Linked DNA regions of Drosophila melanogaster: region 2 is linked to region 1. Evidence: chromatin contacts called from public Hi-C data. All regions are on one chromosome and are shown on one strand. Each heading gives the region's core, a stretch centred on a gene start, on an enhancer-like site or on the middle of the called end of the contact. The rest is flanking DNA. Distances are from core to core; before and after follow the strand shown. Region 1 holds the start of Kdm5 (Lysine demethylase 5). Region 2 holds the start of homer (homer,).

Region 1 (3,414 bases), core at 886-3,385:
TCTATTGTCATAGTGAGAAAAATAATAAAATCAAACAGAAACCTGAAAAAACATCACAACTATAACAGTTGCGGAAATAATAATCAAGTTGTGCTCCATCCATTCTTCGCCTGCTTGAACACAGCCCTTTTCGTAGATTATTTTGGACAACTCCATGCCCTGGTAAGAAATTAAAAAAATAAAATAAATATAAAGTCTGTGGGAAATTATAAAACAAAAAGATGTAACTACTACGAGTAAAAACCATATTTTTAAAAAAAATGGGACCACCTTAAAAACGATTCTCTCATCTGAACTACACTAAACTTAAAATTTTCAAAGATTCAAAAAGAAATATACAACGACGACTATAGAAATGTTTTGCACCTGCAGGACGAGCAGAGCCACGCAGCCAATCGCCACACTAATCAGATGGGCCTCCAGCCAATCCTCGCCAGCGCGCAAGCAGCCACGCTCATGTATATTCCTATCCACCGGCTGCATGCGTACGATTCGTGGGTGAATTTCAATATGCATTTCGGAAAGACGGGGGAAAACAGCTAGCGGACTTACATATCCCTCCTTGCGTACATCGTAGCCGCATTGCTTGTTCTTGATCACCTCCTGCGGACGTCTGCGGCAGCAGGAGAATGGCACTCCGCACGCCTCCCTGCTGCCAATAGCGATAGACGAGCAATTGAAGTAGTTGTTGCTGTCCCAGTCCTTGGGACCATCAATGCCGCAACACTGCAACCAATCCTCCTGGATCCAATCAATGAGATTCTGCTGGTCTGCGTCCTCGCGATAGTGGCGAATGAAGGCCTTGAGTCCCTCGGTGGCCTGGTCTTTGATCTGGAAAAGGCAAACCTTAGTAATGGCTGGCTAGAATAGTGGCCTTCAAATGGAACTCACCCAGCCCTTGTCCTTGAGCACGAAGGCCACGGCACAGAAGCCGATCTCTGCGATAAGCAAGACACTCAAGAAGATGGCGTACTGCAAGCGGAAAAATAAGGATTAACTAGGTCCAGAGGGGATCCACTAACAATGTGGTACCCACCGCCCCCAGGAGGCAGGTGTTCTCGCGCAAGGCGCCCACGCTGCCCATGAAGCCCAGTAGGAAGGTGACGCCTCCCAGGATGATCAGGACGAAGGCCGGGTCCAGGGCGATGAAGTGCAGCCGCGCAATGTTGCGGAACATGCCCTTCTCGCTCCAGGCCCAGATGCCAACGGAGAGGACCAGCAGGGCCGAGAGCCACAGGATCACATTGCTGGCGAACAAAAGGTACTTCAGACAGCAGCTGATTTCACTGGTCTCGCGGCGGAACTTGCGCACAGCAGCTGGCATTGCTCCAATTTTAACAATAATAAATATGGCCAAAAGGAAACAAAAACGTATGAAATTCTGCTCGCCAGTGTGACCGTGACTGCACTTTTTTTATCACGCAGTGCGACGGCTCCAAATACGTTGCAAAGAATACCGTTTCCCAAGAAAACCGCCATTTTGTTCAATCTTACGAACTTTAAAACTTGGATGTTTGTTTTTTTTTTATTGATCTTGCATAAACAATGTATTTTACAGAAACCAGTTTGCGTATTTATTTCATTTTCTGCTGATTTGTTGAGTTGAGCAACAACAATTTCATAGGCATTACCGTTAACTAAATACTTATGTCTACTGGTTATTTTAAATATATTATACAAATTCAAATTCTTAAAGCCAAGGCTTAAATTAACACACAGTATTCTAAAAACAATAAAAGAGCTCACTTACTTATATTAATAACTTAGAATATAATTCACTCTTGTAGAATGCCAAACTTTCTTTTTTTAGCTTACCACTGTATTGAAACACATTTCATAAAATTAATTAAAAAAGCGTACTTAGGAAACCTTGCGTATATGCTCGATGGATCCTATGGATGTTTCAAGTCCTGTCCCTGAACCGGCATAGTGTTAAACGCGGCGCCGGCTAGACTGAGTAACGCCTATGACCGAACTGATTTTGAATCTAATACAGAAACGAAACAATAAACGGGGGGTCGGCGATAAGACGAGATCCGATTCGTCGACCTCCGCCGATAAGAAACTGTGTTTGATTTGAAGGCCAGTGCTGCACAACGCGGACGGTGGCTGGTATTTTCCCGAACTTTTGTGGGGCAGATCGACGTTTCCGGCACTTCGACGACGGGTCACACTGGACACATGTAGCAGGAAAAAACGCAGACATCGGAGAAAGAAATCAGAAAAGTAAATTCGCATTAAAGCCACCTCGCCAGTGCCGTGCTCGGTGGTTTTATGGAACACTCATTTCGATCACATACCGAGCGTGCGCGTCTTCCAACGACTTCCTATGACGACAGTGAGTTTTTGCCCAGTGTAGGGTGCCCAGTTCCCAGTGCCCGAACCCAGTGCGATTGTGTGCGTGCCAGTGTGTGAGTTTAGGGGCACTTCTGATGGCTGAAAACGTTTAATTAGCAGCGAAAAGCGAACAAACTAGCAAAACGCAGACGCCCACCTGGCCAAGTCGGTGCATATAGATCAGGAAAAGTGCGGATTGCAGCCTCTGCGTTGGCCAACAGCGAAAACAACCCCCCGCACTAGTCGTGGAAAATGTTTGTATGTGTGTTCCCTCTGCTGGCAGCGCAATCGGGATTCCGAAAATCCGTAATAATTGTGAAAATGCGGCCAGAAGACAACGCCAGGTCGCGGCTAGGTTAGGAACCACGTCGCGGATGAACGGATTACGGTGGAAAACCGCGGACGGAAAATCGCGCACCAATTGCACACGCCAGCAGAGCAGCGACAGCGCTGCAAAGTGCGTTGCGTCGCTGCCCGGTCGCCATCATAGCGAAAAATATTGTGATCCCACGCCTGGAAAGCCAATATATGCCACTGAGTTTAGTGACTTTCAAGTATATAGTGAATATATAGCTCCAGTCGAGCTGTTCGCGGGGAGTTACTATTCGAAAAGTACAGTGCTGCAGTCACCTTCCAAAAAAAAAAATCAGTTCAGCTTTTCTGTTTCCGCTCACCGCCACTCCCCCCACCGTTGGAAATGTGCAATATGGCAGGGCAAATGCGTAAATTTTGCGCTCCTGCTGGAAAGTAACCAATATCCAGTGCTAATTTCGCCAAATCCATCCATATTTATGTACATGCTCGGTGCGAATGTGTGTGCCTGTATTCGCGTACCTGTGTCTGTCGTGCCCCGTGTCCGTGTAAGCTGTTTGTTTGTGCCCGTGTAAGCTGCGTGCGGGTGTGTGTGCGCGGCTGAAAATGGAAATTATATAAAAGAAGCTTTCGGCTTAGGCTGCTTTTCCGAGCGATCGGCGGCCGCAGAACGGAAAATCAGTTTCCCCCGTCCAACACTAACAGCGAACAGCTGGCTGCAGTTTGGAAAATGGCACTTGTCACGACGCCGTGCTGCCCAATCAA
Region 2 (3,449 bases), core at 4-2,503, 720 kb before region 1:
TCTGCATAAAATCAAATTCTTTATGTTAATTGAATTTATAAAGTAAATTCAATTAATTCATACAAAATGTCCATTCTATGGAGTCCGGATATTTTACTACACACACACACGTTCGCTAGCCATTCCAATTGAAATACCCAGCATAGTGGGAGAAACATGTCTAATGAGACTTATCATAGGCGCCGCATTGATAACAAGTTTTCTACACCAACACATACGCACACTGTCGCAGGCGGGGGCACACGCACGGCATACACACTCACACGCGCACGCACACAGGCACAGTACTTTTTCTCTTTCGCATAACTGGCATATTTTGTGTGCCTAGGTGTGTCGCTGTCGCATTTTGCAATCACATATACCCGAAACAGGGTTAAACGAGCAGCAGGTGCGAGCTTACGCCGCTTTTAAATGCGTTCCAATGAGTTTTTCACCTGAAATTTCGGTTTAGTGGGACGGCGTTCGTGTGAAAAAAAAGAGGCTGCGAGAAAATCGCCTCGTACTCCTCGTTACGCCGGAACACGTACCCCGATCGATCGCACGGCGGCTGGGCAGCAGCAGCAACAACAACTCTGGCCGCTTTTTGCCCTTCGCATAGGTGTCCCGGCTGCTTTTAATTAAATAAACCGAATTCCAAATGGATTTTTTAACGATGAGAAACTGGTCAGTGTTACCAGATGGCAAAACGGCTAAAATCCGTAAACCAACCCTGGTTCTTCACTACAAAATGTACTACATTTCATGAATTTTTTCAGTGGTTCTATTTCGTCCAAAAAATATAGAAGTAAAATGTGTTGTTTTAAAGTTTTTGTGGCAGTCTATTTATGTTCAAAGCTAAATTATATGCAAATATTATTGCCGATCAGGAGTTGCCATTTGACCTATCGTCAAGTATTAGAAAAATGTGTACTAAAACTAATGCTGCCACACCGCACAAAGAAAACCATATCTAACAAATATTCAAACTACATGTAGGCGCACAACTAGACAGTCAAAAAAACTTATCACTTTTATCTGAAATTATTTTGTAACTTCCGTCATTTAAATGCAATGCTTCAACAGCTACACATGTTTTTGAAAAAATTACATTGTTATGGTGCCTTACAGACAAACATATTTAGTATTTATTTATCTTAATTAATTTGCAATTCGCTTTACAGCGATTAAATTATTCGATAAGAATCATTGCTCTTATACGAGCTCATGTGTTATCGATGCTTGGAAGCTAATAAATAAATCATCGATGGTGTTGAGCCAGTAAAAACATCGATAGCACCATACAAACATCGATTTTGGTTCCAGCTCTAGACATTTGTGTTTTATTTTTTTTAACCGTGAAATTCATAAGTAAAACCGACTAGCATTGGTATAAACTGCTGCGGAAGCACTCAGTCAGCGCCAAAGAACGAATACAATGGGGTAAGACCGATGGGCGCGGCCAAACCGGCCTAAACCTGCCGTTTTTACTGTGGGAAAAATCGACGCCGAACTAGCTGACATCTCCCCCCTATGATGTTGTTGTTGTTGCTGCCGTTCTGTGTGTAGCGGGCGGCGTAAATACATACATATATATGTACACAAACATACACCTACACACGCACACGCGTGGGCAGGCCAATTACATGTGTGTGGGTGTGCAGGTGTGTGTGACTGTGCAGGTGTGTGCGTGCGTGTTTTCCGCCCGAGAATCAAAAATCACAAGCAAGGCTGCGGAAAAGGCTTAGCACATAATGCAATTTAGTCGGCGGTCGACAGTCGCCAGCGATAACGGGAAGACACAAGTTATAGAGCTCAGCGAACGATGTCGGCGGATAGGTAATAGATAAGATATATATATGTATATGTGTACAAATAAAGGCACTGGAGGCTACCACGGATACGGAATTGATTTGATGGGGGCCCTGCGCCCCGCAACAAACTGTCATTGCATCAGGCCAGATCGCAAAAAACAAACATATATCGACCTACTTTATCAAATAAGGACCACGAGGATTATCCTGGGACTTAAGGACTACTAATTATAAATGCATTACACAGTGCCTGTTGACTAATAAACCACAGTAAAAGAATGCTTTGCCATAGTTTACTCACACGAGCACAGAAGCACAATTTATTGCCTGCTCTAAATGGAATTTTTAATTAATCACACGCTTGTCGCTTTAATCCCTTTATGACCCTTAGCGAACAACCGATTTTCACCTGCCAGGCGCACGTCTTCCACATCGATCCGAAGACGAAGCGCACCTGGATCACGGCCAGCATGAAGGCGGTCAACGTTAGCTTCTTCTACGACAGCTCGCGAAATCTGTACCGCATCATCAGTGTCGAGGGCACCAAGGCGGTGATAAACTCGACGATCACACCCAACATGACCTTCACCCAGACCTCCCAGAAGTTCGGCCAGTGGAGCGATGTGCGGGCAAACACGGTGTACGGCTTGGGATTTGCCTCAGAGGCGGAATTGACCAAGGTGAGTGGTTAGCATATGTCTCACATATTTATATACTAATCATATCGCTCAACAGTTCGTAGAGAAGTTCCAGGAGGTCAAGGAGGCCACCAAGAATGCCATGAAATCGGCCAACGGATCGAATGCCGTCACGCCCACCACCTCGGCGAACACGTCGCCCATTTCCGGGAGAGCTGTGGGCTCCATGCAGAACGACAACACAGCCATCGATCCGCACACTGTGGAGCCGCCCAACATGAGCAACACGAATACCCAGAACGCCAATCCGGACAGTCCTTCCCACAAGCTTCTAAATACCAGCGATGTCAAGGCGGACATCGGATCGGCCACGCCCTCGCCGCAGCCCACTTCAGGGGTAACTGGTGGCGGTGGAGTGACCATCTCGTCTGGCGGAAGCATTGTGGGCATGCACACGGGTCCTGGAGCCGGCGCCACCGCCGAGCAGCAGCTTAAGTACGAGAACGAGCGTCTGAAAATGGCACTGGCACAAAGGTAAGCAAAGCGTTGACCGTCATTGGCTCAAGGCAATAATGCCTTCTTTTCAGCTGCGCCAATGCCAAGAAATGGGAAATCGAGCTGGCTACCTTGAAGAACAACAATATACGGCTGACTAGTGCTCTTCAGGTAAGCAATAAGATAAGCTCACATTTATTGAAACTGATCGTTTTTGGCCTTTTTCTCCCAAAGGAATCAACTGCCAATGTAGACGAATGGAAGCGCCAGCTGCACACTTACAAGGAGGAGAATATTCGCCTCAAACGAGATATGGAGCAGCTGTGCGTGGGCGGCGGGGTTGTGGCTGCAGCCGGAGGAGGCGCCACAGAGGACGAACTGCGTCGTGAGGTGGCCACGCTCAAGGCGCGGACAGAACAACTACAGAAGGAACTTATGCAACAGGAACTTGAGCTTAAGTCGGCCAATATTAGCCTACGTGAAAAGTCCAATGACCAAACGGTGGGTAAAGCATAATAATCATGTT

Evidence for each region. Hi-C and Micro-C count contacts between places; a contact is called where the count stands out from the background.
Region 2: a Hi-C map of the Kc167 cell line shows a contact between it and region 1, with 3 times the contacts expected there. The contact joins the promoter of homer here to the promoter of Kdm5 in region 1. A contact is called at or near these places in 7 of 107 Hi-C or Micro-C datasets (the Kc167 cell line, the S2 cell line, embryo and 3 more).

What each region holds. Positions count from the first base shown.
Region 1 is chr2L:5,998,222-6,001,635 of dm6, reverse strand. Kdm5 (Lysine demethylase 5) reads left to right here and starts at 2,135. Exons shown (of 5, transcript NM_001298720.1): 1 at 2,135-2,338. It overlaps Tsp26A (Tetraspanin 26A), which reads right to left and starts at 1,408. Exons shown (of 5, transcript NM_001273190.1): 1 at 1,037-1,408; 2 at 892-972; 3 at 553-831; 4 at 367-477. The coding sequence starts at 1,324.
Region 2 is chr2L:6,721,163-6,724,611 of dm6, reverse strand. It overlaps homer (homer,), which reads left to right and starts at 1,253. Exons shown (of 7, transcript NM_001273221.1): 1 at 1,253-1,419; 2 at 2,182-2,470; 3 at 2,526-2,962; 4 at 3,016-3,094; 5 at 3,158-3,424. The coding sequence starts at 1,415. Liprin-alpha (Liprin-alpha,) reads right to left here and starts at 709. Exons shown (of 15, transcript NM_001273224.1): 1 at 528-709; 2 at 223-434.